Regions from separate parts of the Mus musculus genome. Here region 2 is linked to region 1. A link is a contact called in public ChIA-PET data. All regions are on one chromosome and are shown on one strand. The core of a region is the stretch at or near the end of the contact, and the rest is flanking DNA. Distances in the headings are between cores, read along the strand shown.

Region 1 (7,314 bases), core at 283-2,782:
CAACATGTTAGGAATTAAAGGAAGTTCTTTCAACCTGACAAGCAGTATCTATGATTAACCAAAACAAGAAGCCAACTACAGAGAGCATGAATGTTTTCTGCCGAGAGAGAGAGAGAGAGAGAGAGAGAGAGAGAGAGAGAGAGAAGCTGCCAGATAATTTTTTTATCTTTTTATTCTTATTCAGAGACCGGAGGAGGGAGTTTTCATTACACTAAACCCAATGTATTTTTGGTACATAGGTAAAGCTTTTGGTATTGTAACCCCAAAAATCTTTGCTTAAGTCAAGCTCTCATTCAGAAATTTATTTTCTAACCTTTATAGTAGATTTAAGTTTTTAGGCTTCATGTTTGTGTTTGTGATCCATTTTGATTCAGTTGTACACTGCATGAGGTTTGCGCTTATAACCTTGGGATGCTTCACTATGGGAAGCAATTGTCTTAGCATCCTATGCAGAAAAGATTGTGACCTTTCTCTACCTAAGAACTGTCCACTCGGCCACTTTACAGTGCACATGCATACACACCTAATAAAATGTATACACCTTATAAACACTCATTTTAAAAAACGATCCAAAAATTGAACAAAAATGGCACATGCTTAGTAAATACATACATTAAACCTGCTCAATGTTACTAAGCATAGGGTGAAATAGAGAAAAGCAATTAGGATTTTTTGAAAAAGGAGATTACTTTGACTATAAGCCCTGGTCCTCCTATTCAGAAGGGAATTGACTGTATTTACTTAAAAGACCTGCCTGTGTTTACAGCAGCTTTGTGAGTTAAACCTTGCATTTTGCAAAAACTCAGATTTCCCTGAGCTTGTGACAGAGCAAACCAAAATTACTTAGGTCTAGGGAAAAGGATTGAAAAGGGAAAACTGGATGTCATGCTTGCACCTGCCCATATCTTCTACTGATTAGATTTTCCTCAGCTTTCTGTTTCCAGAGGTCCCCAAACTAGGATTAGCTGGTCATCTCACATTATCCTTAAAGCATTTCTCTGCCATTTCAATTGTCCTTGGGCCAGCAAGACAGCTCTGTGGGTAAAGGTGCTTGCTATTTAAGCCTGGTGACCTGAGTTCAGTCCCTGGGATCCACACAAAAGTGAAAACAGAGAAACAACTGCATATAGTTGTCCTCTCACTTCTAAATGTGGGCCAGGCACATATGTGACCTCACTATCACCATCACCATCCCCATCCAAATCAAAACGATAACAAAAACTCACCCACCCCTGAAGTGGAAATTCCCAGTTTCTTTGGAAAGTTAGTGTATCAAATGATGTTTTTCTGGGACAGTTGAAAGGATGTATTGCTAAAGCAAACAGGGGAAAGAATGTTCTCCAGAAGCAGACACAGGTGAAAGGATGTTTTGATTTAGTGAACATGTGAAAAGACCTGGGATGAAGGAGTATAAATATGAGCCCACAGACAGTGGGAGATGAGCACTGAGCATTGGTTCAGTTTGCTCTGCCTGGCTCTTCTTCACTAAAGACATGCATGCATTGGTTCACCTTATGTAGAGTTGTTGACTTCAACTTGTGGTAACACTGCCATTGAGAGATGCTCACCCAAGAACTGCTGATGAGGTTCCTGCAGTAGCTTGCTGCTCCTGTGGCCTCACCTCAGGCCAGTTAGTGAGCCTGGCTGTTTCTTCAGGATTGAACTGCAGCTGCCTGGTGTCTGCTTGCTGACAGGACTGAACATTTGCTGCTAGTTCATGCCTGGTGTCTGCCTGCCTAGAGAATTGGTCTGCAGCTGCTGAATCTCATTTGAAGTTTGCTACAGGACTGAACTGCTGAGAACGAAGATCAAGCTTGCCCCCAAAGAACTACTGCTGAACAGGTCCACTTCCCCCATATTCTAATATCTTTTCTTTTTTACTACCTCTGCTGGGTGGTGGGCTAGAGGAGAGGTTGATAACTTATTAAAAGTAGGTTGCAAAAAAAATGTATGCTTTCACATCCCCTTGCACCTTAGTTAGAGAATCTGACCACAGAGCCGCGGTTTTCTGCTGGGAAATTCTAACTGCCAGCATCCTGTTCTCATTCTGCTCACACTTTACCAACCAGTTTCCTGTTAGTTTTTCCTGGCCTGTTTGCAACACTGTCTTTCTTTTAGGGTGTGAGATGCATCCTGTGCAATCCCAGCTCATGCCTCACATCTCTCCTGCCCTGGAATCTCCTGTTGTATCCAGCTGTGTTGGTATGTGACACACAGCTGTGGAGTGCACTGTGCATGGCTCTCAGATGCATTGCTACTGCAGGGATCTAGCCCATGGTGTTCTTAAAAAGCAAGTGTATAAGAGCAGAAAGAGAAGGATGCCATGGGCTGGGTTACACAGGGAAGGAGTGTCTACAGAAGGACATGAGGTACTGGGGTGGGTTCTGGGTCTATACTTCAATATGAATGCGATTATACATATTCTCAAAATTCATGGAAATATAGAAGAAATTAGCTAATTTTACTGAATAAAAAAGTCTCTAGTTGGGCATGGTGGTTCATGCGTTTCAAACCAGAACTCAAGAGGCAGAAGAAGGTGGATCTCTGAGTTCAGGCTAGCCTGGTCTATGAATTGAATTCCAGGATAGCCACAGCTACACAGAAAAAGCCTGTCTCAAAAAACCAAGTGGGGTGGGGGGTGGGGGGGATCCAGCTGACTTTCACTACTGCATTTGCTAATTTTCAACCAAATTCCAAGATGGCAGTGAGCCTCAGCTAAAAGTGAGGAAAAGCTGAGATACAAGACTCAAAGCTTAAACTGTTAAGGGAGGAGACACAGAATCAAAGCTTACGCTATTAAAGCAGGAGACAAAATAGGTCAAGCAGAATTAGAAGTAGAGGCCCCAAAGGTGGACAGTTCTGATTCTCATTGAAACAAGAAATGTCTTGGTTCTGTCCTGGTCAACAGGAGCTCTGGTTTCTTACCTCCTAAGTGAGCTCCCTGCCTGGATGCTGTGCCTGAGGGTGAGACTGACACTAAGCATGTCTGCCCAACAGCTTCAACACTGGATCCCTAGATTTTCCAGGCAAGAAATACATGATAACATTTCCTCAGTTTTAGGCCATAACTCCAAAAATTTGGGGATGTTTTCATCAGGAAATGTTACAGTAGTCTTTGAGGCCACTGAAGAATCACTCAGCCTGGGCCCACTGCAAAAGAAAGCTTCTCAGACCAAGGTGGAAGCCAGCATTAATCTATGGGTATAAACGTGGATATTTAGACAATGTGGCTGGTTATCTAAAACAATAATAGTGGCTTCCTCCTTAGGGCCTGTCTTAGGGTTTCATTTCTGTGAAGAGACCAAGGTGACTCTTATAAAGGAAAACATTTAATTAGGGCTGGCCTACAGCCTTAGTTCATTATTGCCATGGCAGAAGACATGGTGGCATAAAGGCAGACATGGTGCTGGAGGACAAGTTGAGAGTTCTACATCTTGATCTACAGGTGACAGTAGGAGACTGAGTACCACATTGGGTGCAGCCTGAGCATATGAGACCACAAATCCTATCCCCAAAGTGGCACACTTTCTCCAGCAAGGCCACACCTCCTTATAGTGCCACTTTGTTTATGTTAAGCATTCAAACACGTGATCCATGGGGGCCATTCCTACTCAAACCACCTCAAGGCCTATGGCCTTTATAGCCATGGGTTAAAACCCTTTAACAACACAAGGCATGATTTTTCTTTTTTGGAGTAGGGCTCCTCAAATCCAATAGTTGTTTAACCCCATAATCGTTATAGCAGCATTAAGGCTATGATCATCTTGTGTGGGTAACTGATGTTGTAGGGCCAGACCATTGATGGCTTTTTCATCAGTAGCCTGTGATTATCATATTTCTGCCTTATGAAAGCTTACCTGTAGCTTGGAGGTTTCCTGGTCAATTCTAGAATGTTTTCCTTTTGTCCTGAAAATATGTGGTGTCATGTGGTATCTTCAGCAATAGGAGCTTGCCATATCACAATGGTAGACAATCAATCAAGACCAATGGTGACAGGCTGTGTAGTTATGGAGACTTCTGGGTATGCCTTACATGCCTGGAAATGAAATACTGATTTAATAACCCATGTCTTCTGGGAGTAGCATTGTCTATCCATGCAGGATAAGTCAGTTCAAACTAATTTTAAAAATATCAATTTTAAATTAGCTTGCAAATGATTGGTTTTCCATAAGGCTTTCACATATACTTAGTTTTATTAACCCACTCTCTACTTCTTTTTATTCCCATCGCCTTACTCGAATCCCTCTTTAAAATTAATATATTTTTTCAGTTTAGTTACTACATTTTTTATTCCAGAAATTCTGTTTGGTATTATTTTCAGTTTCTACATCTTCATTGGTACAATGTATCCATTGCATTCCTATAGTTGTTCTCTGTGGTGTTCATGAACATGTTTATGACAAGTTTTAAAACTCCTTTGTGAAGGGAATAGAGATGGTCAGTCACCTGCTATGTGAGCAGTGAGATCAGACTTCAGATTGCCAGCACCTGGGCAAAGGCCTGGTAGGTATGGTAACCCACCTACAACCCCATTGCTTGAGAGGTGCAAACAAGGATCGCTGGAGCAAGCTAGCTAACTAGACTAATGGAATCAATGATCTCTGGGTGAAGAGGTCAGCTCAGGAACTTTAGATAATTCCACTGGACCCCTCCCCTCCTGGAAGAAAAGGTCATAAAGAATATAGGCACCCCTCCCCTCTGGAAGAGAGGGGCTAATTACACATTCCTCAGACCACAGGGGGGAGGGACTAACCACTGGAGCTCATAGACATATTCCACCCACCTCATTCCCTATAGACCAATCAGTTTAAAAGTCACACTGTTCTGCCAATCACATTGTACCTAATGGCTGCTGCCTGGAGAACTGTATAAAGGTTCACTGGATGGGCTGTGCATGGTCATTCTCTCTCTCTATGTGCAGGGAGACCCCAACATGTTGGAACAATAAATTCCTCTTGCTTTTTGCATTGATTCCCAGCTCTTAGTCGTTCACTTAGGGAGTCCCTGCTAAGCTAAGGCTCTCCAGAGTCTTACATGGGTTGATTAAGAGATCCTGCCTCAGTAAATAAAGTAGAGCATGATCAAAGAAGATACCTGATATCAAGTCCTTGCCTCTACATGTACACATATATACCACTGATATGTACCTACATACATGAGAACACACATACTCATATGCACACACACACCATAGGTATATCCAAAAGATAAAAAGAAATAAAATTATTACCCAAGCAGCATATATATCTGTGATGCTTTAATTTAAGAAGTATTTATTTTTTTTCCTTTGGTTGCACAATTTTTTGGTGTTTCTGTGTATCAACATAAATTGATTTTTTTTTTCATTATGATTTGGGCATCTGAAAAACCATTCACCTCTCTTAGTCTTCACATGGGCTCTTCATTTAAGGTAATTTTTCCTCAGATGAGAGGCTATTTTATTTCTCAAACATATTTTCTTGCCTCCCTCTCCCTTCTGTCTGTCTATGATCTGTGACCGCTATTATCTTGGGCTCTGAACTTGAGATATGCCCATGGGTAACTCGTGTATCACAAAACAGAAACACTTCTCAGGGGTCTGCAAGCAAACCAGAACAGCTCATCCATGCCCTTTGTTTTGTTTCATTGAAAATTAGCCTCTCTGTGGTGACCCTATGTTGCAGTAAATCTCCAACCCAAATATGTCCCTGCAATGAAAACACAACTCAATTAATATGAATACATGCTGTGTACCTAGAATGGGCAGATCTACCACTACACTACCATCTTCCACATCTATGAGACCCCTTAGAACTTGCAGTTTCTCCAGGCCATGTGCTGCTCTGCCTTTCTTCTTCCTCCTTCTCCTCTGCATCCTCTCCCTATTCCATTTTCTCCTTCTTCCCTCTGTCACCTTCTGCTCCACCTTCCCTTTTATCTGCCCAGTCATCAGCTCTTCTTTATTTTACAAATTAAGGTGAGAAGCAGGTTTATAGGAAATCACCTGAGTGCTGACTCATTCCTTGTTTGCAACCACTCACAGGAGAAAGGAATTAATATCAAATATAATCATCCCCAGGGCTATCCACAACAACCCTGTGGTATCACTGTATACCAGGCTAGCCTTGAACTCAGAAATCCACCTGCCTCTGCCTCCCAAGTCCTGGGATTAAACGCATGCACCACCACTGCCCAGCTCTGTGATGTAATTCTTCAGTGACAATGGTCCTGAGCAGGAAGGCCTATGGAGTCAGAGATAAAGAAGATAGAACAGGTGAGCTTGGAGGTCTTCCAGAAGCTATATCTTATGCCAAGCAAGCTTATTAATAAATACAGCATCTCATACACTATTTCCAGGGGAGAAATGGGACAGAGTCAGAAGAAAGTTATTCACTAGGATGAAGTCCACCAGAAGCTAATCAAACAGTGATGCACAAAGGAAATATGGAGAATCTAAAGAGCGTGACCAAATATACACTGGCTTTGGTGCTGGTAAGCCTGGTATTTTATGTGAAAAGGATAAGCTCCCAAGAACCAAAACCACAAGTCCTTTGATGTCTTGGCCCCAGCTCCAGACAGGCCTGTAGCCCAACTTTTTGACTATTTTTAGAATTCTCTTTCCTACTTCCCTACACTACTCCTACCCCTTCCAATCTAGTAAACATGATGTTATTGTGTGTTGCTGTAAATCTCCAACCCAAATGTGCCCCTGCAGTAAAAACACAACTCAGTTAATATGATTACATGCTGTGTGCCTAGATTGGGCAGATCTACCGCTATAATATTACCATCTTCTACATCTATGAGACCCCTCAGAACTTGGGGTTTCTCCAGGCCATGTGCTTCTGCTCTGCTTTTCTTCTTCTTCCTCCTCCTCTGTGTCCTCTACCTCTTCCATTTTCTCCTTCTTCTCTCCCCCACTTCTGCTCCACCTTCTCTTTATCTGCCCAATCATCAGCTCTCCTTTATTTTATAAATTAAGGTGGGAAGCAGGTTTATAGGAAATCACCTGAGTGCTGACTCATTCCTTGTTCTCAACTACTCATAGGAGAATGGAATTAACATCAAATATAATTAGCCCCAGGGATATCCATAACAATTGTGCGCTGTTTGAGGATTTAAATGCTGATTTCTGTCTCCCCCATATCTGGGTACAGTCCTTATTCAGAGAATCTCCTGTCTCAATCTTTTGTAAACACCAGCTCCCCAATTGTTCCCTGATGTGTCAAGAAAGAGAGCTTAAACAGCCAGTGATTGAGGGGAGAGAGAATAGAGTGGAACTTCTTGCCAGCCAAGGGAAAGAGCAGGAGAGAAAGGAAGTAGGGGATTAGACAC
Region 2 (6,926 bases), core at 3,193-5,692, 270 kb after region 1:
CAAGGTGGGGGACAGAGTTACTAACCTACAATCAAAATTTTTGATCCAAAATTGTGCTTTTCTAAAAGAACTGCAGGGACAAAAATGGAGAAGAGACTGAAGTGACTGACCCAACTTGCGATCCATCTCATGGGGGTTGGGGGTCACTAAGGCCTGACACTATTACGGATTCTATGATGTGCTTACAGACAGCAGCCTAGCATGTTTGTCCTCTGAGAAGTCCAACCAGCAGCTGACTGAAACATGCAGATACTTACATCCAACCATTGGACTGAAGTTGGGGACACTTATGGTTGAATTAGGGGGAGGATTGAAGAAGCTGAAGGGGGAGGGCAACCCCATAGGAAGACCAGCTGTATCAACTAACCCGGACCCCTGAGAGCTCTCAGAAATTGAGTGCCCATGGAGACTAGAAGAGGACATCAGATCCCCTGGAATTGGAGTAAAATCTGGCTGTGAGCTGTCATATGGGTCCTGGGATCTGAAACTAGGTCTTCTATAAGAGCAGTGTATGCTCTTAAATGCTGAGCCATTTCTCCAGCCCCTGTCACTAGGATATTGATATTTGTACAATTCATATAGAGGAATGTCTTAGTTAGGGTTTTACTGCTGTGAACAAACACCATGACCAAGACAAGTCTTATAAAAACAACATTTAATTGGAGCCGGCTTACAGGTTCAGAGGTTCAGTCCATTATCATCAAGGTGGGAGCATGGCAGTATCCAGGCAGGCATGGTGCAGGCAGAGCTGAGAGTTCTACATCTTCATGTGGCTGCTAGTCGAAGACTGATTTCCAGGCCCCTAGGATGAGAGTATTAAGCCCACAGCCACAGTGACATATCTACTCCAACCAGGTCACACCTATTCCAACAAGGCCACATCTCCAAATGGTGCCATTCCCTGGTCCAAGAATATACAAACCATGACATTCAACTCCCTGGACCCCATAAACACATGATTCTGGGCGGGGGGTGGGGAGCATACTTAAACATAGCATAATGCAAAATGTGTTTAGTCCAACTTTCAAAGTCCTCATAGTCTATAGCAGTCTCAGCAATGTTAAAAGTCCAAAGTCCGAGGTATCTTTTGAGGTTCATCCAATCACTTAACTGTAATCCCCAAAGAAAGACAGGAAACCAGCTGGGCAAATTCTAAACTCTGAATCTCCATGGCTGATGTTAAAGCGCTCTTCAGATCAACACTCCTGTTTCATCTTTGTTGACTGCAACAAACTGCTTTCTCCTGGACTGGCTCCACTTCCTGTTAGCAGTTTTCCTCACCATGTATCCCATGGCTCTGGCATCATGAACATCTTTGGGTCTCCAAGGCAATTTCAATGTTACAGCTTCTTGTTTCAATGTCTGGGATTCCACGTGATCTTTTGGGCTCCTCCTAACGGCTGGCATCACTTCTCTAGCTCTGCCCTCCGTAGCACTCTAAGCTCAGGTTGATCCACTCCACTATGGCTGCTGTTCTTGGTGATCACCCCACAGTACTGACATCTCCAATAAACTGGGGTGTTCTACTCCAACTAGGCTTCACCAGTAGCCTCTCATAGGCTCTCTTCATGGGGCCAAGCCTCAAATCCTTTGCATGACCCCTTCAGTCCTGGGCCATCAACTACAGCTGAGGCTACACCTTCTCCAATGGCCTTCTATGACCTCTCACAATGCCAAGCCTCAGCTGTACTTCATGACACTTTCATGCCTTCAAAACCAGTACCACCTGGGTGACTCTTACACATTCCCAAGTCCAGCTGCAGCATGAGGTACAACCTTGGGTATCTCTGGAACACAGCTTCTTTGTGCTCCCAGAAAACAGTTCCCAGAATATTTCACCTCAGTGATGCTGGTCTCTTCTTAATCATTGCTAATTTCTTAGCTCCAGCTGACCAGCATCAATTGTACCAGTAGTTCCTTCCATTCTTAACTCTAGAACCAGAGCCACATGGCTGAAGCTGCCAAGTTCTGCTGCTTGCAGGAACTAGAACATGACCCCCTTGTACTATCACATTATCACTGGCTTTATGTTTTCCAAATCTTTCACTGCCTAAGCTTGGCTATCCTGGATCTTGCTTTGTAGATTGACTTTGAACACAGAGATCAGCATGCCTGTCTCCCGGGATTAAAGGTGTATACCACCATACCTGGATCTAAATTTAGCTGGGTAGGATCTTGCCCCAAGGTCCCACTCCCTTAATCTGTTATTTCTTAGAACACAGGATTTTGCTCCATTTCACTTCCTGGTACCACTTTACTACTCAAACCATATATTTTATATTTCTCCTTTCTAAGCTTGCTATGCTTGTTCAAACTTCTCTTCATAAGACAACCAGAGAACAACATCTCTGCTGGGCTTTTTTGAAACTTCCTTTGTCAATGTACTTAATATGAGTCTCTTCACCTTAGCCTCAGGCAGACTTTTCAGACAAGGGCAAAATGTAGCCACATTCTTCACCAAAATACCACAAAACCAGTCTTTATGCCACATTCTGAAATTCTTCTCCTTTGAAATCTCTTGGGTCAGGTCAACACAGTTCAAATTACTCCCAGAAACAAAGTCTTACATATTCCTACTAGGATGACCCATTAAGCCCCATTTGAAGCATTCCACTGTGTTCCAAATCCAAAGTCCCCAAATCCACATTCTTTCAAGTAAAAGTATGGTCAGGCCTATCACAGCAATAACCCACTTTTGGTACCAACTTCTGTCTCAGGGTTTTACTGGTGTGAACAAACACCATGACCAAGGCAAGTCTTATAAAAAACATTTAATTGGGGCTGGCTTACAGGTTCATTAAGGTGGGAGCATGGCAGCATCCAGGCAGCATGGTGCAGGCAGAGCTGAGAGTTCTACGTCTTCATCCAAAGGCTGCTAGTGGAAGACTGACTTCCAGGCCCCTAAGGAGAGAGTATTAAGCCCATAGCCACAGTGACACATATACTCCAACCAGGTCACACCTATTCCAACAAGGCCACACTTCTAAATGGTGCCACTCCCTGGTCCAAGAATATACAAACCATGACAAGGACAAATCTTTTTATTGGTCTTTTATATCCTAAATCATTCCCCTCCCTTGTTGTCTCTTACCAATCCCTTGGTAAGTTCAGAACTTGCCCAACTCCATTCCAGAGACAAAGTAATACAAATGTCATTTGTAGTTAGCCAATTTCTCCATATTGTTGCCAGCCTTTGGTATTGTCTCTTTTCTTTGCCTATTTTATACAGTGTGCTGTGGTCCCTCATGTTTGTTTAATCTGTTTTCCTCATACTCAATAGTACTTAATTGTTAATGTTCCCATGTGTCTGTTTTCTAAAATAAAATGCTTGTCTTCTGCCCAATTCTACATGGTTTGTTACCTTAAGATCTTGAGAAGTTCTTTATATACGCTGGATACTAGTCTCCACAGAGAATGTGTCTGAAAATATTATTCTTAGTTTTTCCTTCCTGTTTTCTTTTCAGGGGCCTTTCATATGACAAAGGGGTTTAACTAAAAAAATCTAATTGATCAAGTACTTTATTCTTTTAGATGGTTTATTCTTATTTCTTTTTCCAAGTTCATGGAACTTTTTTCTACCCCTTAAATTATGCAACTGAGTTCATTGAAATGTAACTTTTGTTGAACATTTTACTTCTTTGTGCATATTTTTACTTATTTGTTTTGAGAGTATTCACAATGATTTATTAAAGTGTTTGTATGATGCTTATTTCTTTTTTAATTAGATTATTGTAGCATCTGCATCTTCCAATAGTCCTTAAACTCTGTCCTGCCTGGCTTCCTCTGACACCTCTCAGGGGCTGGACGGTGGCTGCTGCCTTATTCCTAGTCTGTGGATATCTGAGGTCAGGGGAGCCATTCCTTGGTCCTTGGTAGATGTGAAAATCACAGCTCTTCCTTGTATGTACGGTGACAAGAGAGCATAGATGTGACCATTCTCAGCTTTTTATGTGGGATCTGAGGATGTGAACTCAAGTCCTTATGCTTGTACAACATGAAGCATTTTACCATCTGAATGATCTATCTCCAGCCCTGAAAGTTTTTTCTTAATACACATTAGTTATTATATCTTAGTGGCCTTTTATAACTCAGTTGCTGGTATAGAATTGAGGCCACCATTATCTGCCTCAGTTAGGCTCCATTTTCTGAGTTTCATGTTGGAACCTTCTATTCCTGAATCATGGTAGGCCCATAGAAGGGGGTGAGGATGAAGGAGGAAGTTGCCTATTGTGTAGGAGGAAAACCTGCAGCATGATTGAGATGTTTGCTTCACAGACATCTTTGTTATTGATCTTCACACTCAAGCCCAGGAACTCCGTGTTCCTAACTTATATTTGTTTAAATCTTGTAACAGGAAATTTTAAAACCACATCAGACAAAGTGTATTGCTGGCCAAGTCCTATAGAGAAGTCACCTACAAATATAGTTTAAAGAAGTGGGTGGGGAATAGCAGGATCAGATAAAGAAGAAACAAAAGAGCTTCATACATACCAGTGGTAAAACCTTGAAATAGAAAAGACCCAACAGATCTCTTAGAATGCAGGGGGCAGAGCTCTGGGTAGGAAAGCATAAATGGATGTAATATAAATCTGCTGCTGTTAATTCATGAGCTTAGGGAAGTCACTTGCACATGTGTGTGTGGGGGGGGGGTGTGGGGGGGTGTGGGTGTGTGGGGGTGTGTGGGTGTGTGGGTGTGTGTGGGGGGGTGTGTGGGTGTGTGTGTGAGAGAGAGACAGACAGAGAGACAGACAGACAGAGAGAGAGACATTGCTTACCTTCTTTTTTCACTGATTTATTTCTAGTTCTTTAAAGTAAAAGGTTAATTATTGACTAATTTTGTTTTTTTTAAATCTGGATAAAAATATCTGTGTATTTTGAAGAATACATTGCTGAGAAGGGTTTCTTCATAGTTCATAAGTTTGTGTATGTGGTGTGTTTATTTTCATACATTTCAAAGAACTTTATACATTATCTCATGATTTTTCTTGACTCATTGGTTACTTATAACTGTGTCATTTAGCTTCTTCATGTTTTTGTTTTTACATCCCATGCTAGTGTAGATTTAAAATATTAACTCATTTTTGTTAGAGAACACACTTAGTCATTGTAAACTGATTAAGGTTTAACTTATTTTGACCTAACATATCTGTAATTTGGAGAATTTTCTATATTCCCTAGGGAAGAATCTACATTTTTTTTTAACTAAAACATTCTATAGATGTCTGGTAGATATAGTTCTATGATTATTGAGTAATCTGTTTTCTTTTTCACATTTTGTATCATTCTTTCCTCTCCTGAAAGAGGTTCTGGAATTACCCAGCCATTGCTGTTAAGCTGTCTTCTCTCTTCAATTAGGTCAGCTTTTCTTTCAGAAAATTTAGCTAGATTTCAGATGGTCTTATGTTTAAATTATGCTTTTCTGGTAGTATGAGTTTGTTGGTTTTTTAAGAATCACTTTTGACCCTATCAATACTTTTCTTGAAGCCAGTTTCATCACATGGAAACATTTCATCCCATCATTCTTCTGATCACTAATTTAATAAAACCACTTTTCTTCATACTAACCATTATGCTTTTTAGTAAAACTGTTTTCCTAGAACACTGAATTTAACTGGATCAAGTTTCTTATCAATTTAGCTATTCTGTGATTTTTTGATTGAACTGATTAATACATTTATTTATATTTAATAGAATGTCAGAATTTTGGACAGGTTAGATTTGCGATTTTGTTATTTGTTTTCCATGTTTTATCTGTGGTTCCTTTGTGTTCGTTAACTGCCACTTTTAGATTGAAATAGATTTTTATTTTTTATCATACAACTTCAACTTACTATACTTAGAAGTGATTTTCATCTATCCTTTCAATGTTTGAGAATTATGATTAATCTTAATTCAGATTAGTAAAAACTTAATTTCAATTGTTCTACTCCTTCTTCCTTCCTTTGTGCAATTGCCATAAAGATGACCTTTTTTGGCATGTATATGCACATGGTATATTTATTCAAATGTGTCTGGATAGACAGATAAATGTGTGAGTGTACATGCACATGTATGAACATGAATATGGATGCTAAAGGTTGATGCTGGGGTCTTCCTTGACCATATTTTACTGTATTAACTGAGACAAACTCTTTCACTGACTCAGAACTCACTGGTCTATGTTAGCTAGCCAGCTTACTATAGATCTCCTGTGTATGCATGTTGAGTTCTGTGATCATAGGTAGATCATTATGACCAAACAACTTTTTTGATAAATGTTATTGGTTGATGACTTTGTACATGTACATAGTACATTCTGATTACTCTCAGCCCAATCCCTCCCATCCCGGCCAGCTCTCAGTCCTCCAGAAGTATCCCTTCCTCGGATTCATGTTTCCTTTTGTGGTTCATTGAGTTTAACTAGTACTCTTGGTGTGATAGTGATTTTTAAACTATCCATCCAAGTCTAGTGGGTTCATTAGTGTATATACAGCTCAAGATAATGGCTCTGCCACTCCCAGACTACATCAGTATCCCATAGTTTAGTAGGGAGTGATAAGCCCTGTGAATCCCTCTCTGAACCATTAATAACTGCTGATATGTCAAGTCCTATGTAGGTCTTATGTAGGCAATCATAGTTACTGTTAGGTCATGATTATAATGCATGTGTCATGCAAAACAGATATAATTTTGCAGTCCTCATTTTTATCTTTTAGAGCTTATATTCTTTCTACTCCATCTGTCATGTTCCTTGAAACTCAACTATCACTTATTCTCAGTACTTTGGCCAAACACAAGTCTTTTCATCTACTGATGTTCATTATGAAGAAAAGATTCTCTGATTCAGAGTGAAGTAGCATTTGTTTATGAGCATAAACATGGAGAAATGGGCAGCCTCATATAGTGTGTGTGTGTGCGTGTGTGTGTGTGTGTGAGACAGAGAGAGA

The links. ChIA-PET counts read pairs in DNA pulled down with a chosen protein or histone mark.
Region 2: a contact with region 1 is called in an RNA polymerase II ChIA-PET map of memory CD8 T cells, with 3 times the contacts expected there. The contact joins two enhancer-like sites. A contact is called at or near these places in 9 of 39 promoter capture datasets (the C10 cell line, the HPC-7 cell line, cranial neural crest and 6 more), 1 of 15 datasets of contacts at CTCF or cohesin (large pre-B cells), 2 of 484 Hi-C or Micro-C datasets (the Ba/F3 cell line and CD4 T cells), 2 of 115 datasets of contacts at active chromatin or transcription factors (large pre-B cells and memory CD8 T cells) and 1 of 9 other capture datasets (adipose tissue).

The regions. Positions count from the first base shown.
Region 1 is chr6:129,035,084-129,042,397 of GRCm38.p6, forward strand. No RefSeq gene overlaps it. Among named protein-coding and RNA genes, the nearest start is that of Klrb1f, 7.2 kb to the right of the region's middle. Within about 2 kb of position 1,533, at least 74 of the 459 cell types and tissues checked have an H3K27ac peak or open chromatin away from gene starts, as enhancers often do. A contact at or near this core is called in memory CD8 T cells, where this site is marked.
Region 2 is chr6:129,300,034-129,306,959 of GRCm38.p6, forward strand. No RefSeq gene overlaps it. Among named protein-coding and RNA genes, the nearest start is that of Cd69, 28 kb to the left of the region's middle. Within about 2 kb of position 4,443, at least 7 of the 459 cell types and tissues checked have an H3K27ac peak or open chromatin away from gene starts, as enhancers often do. A contact at or near this core is called in memory CD8 T cells, where this site is marked.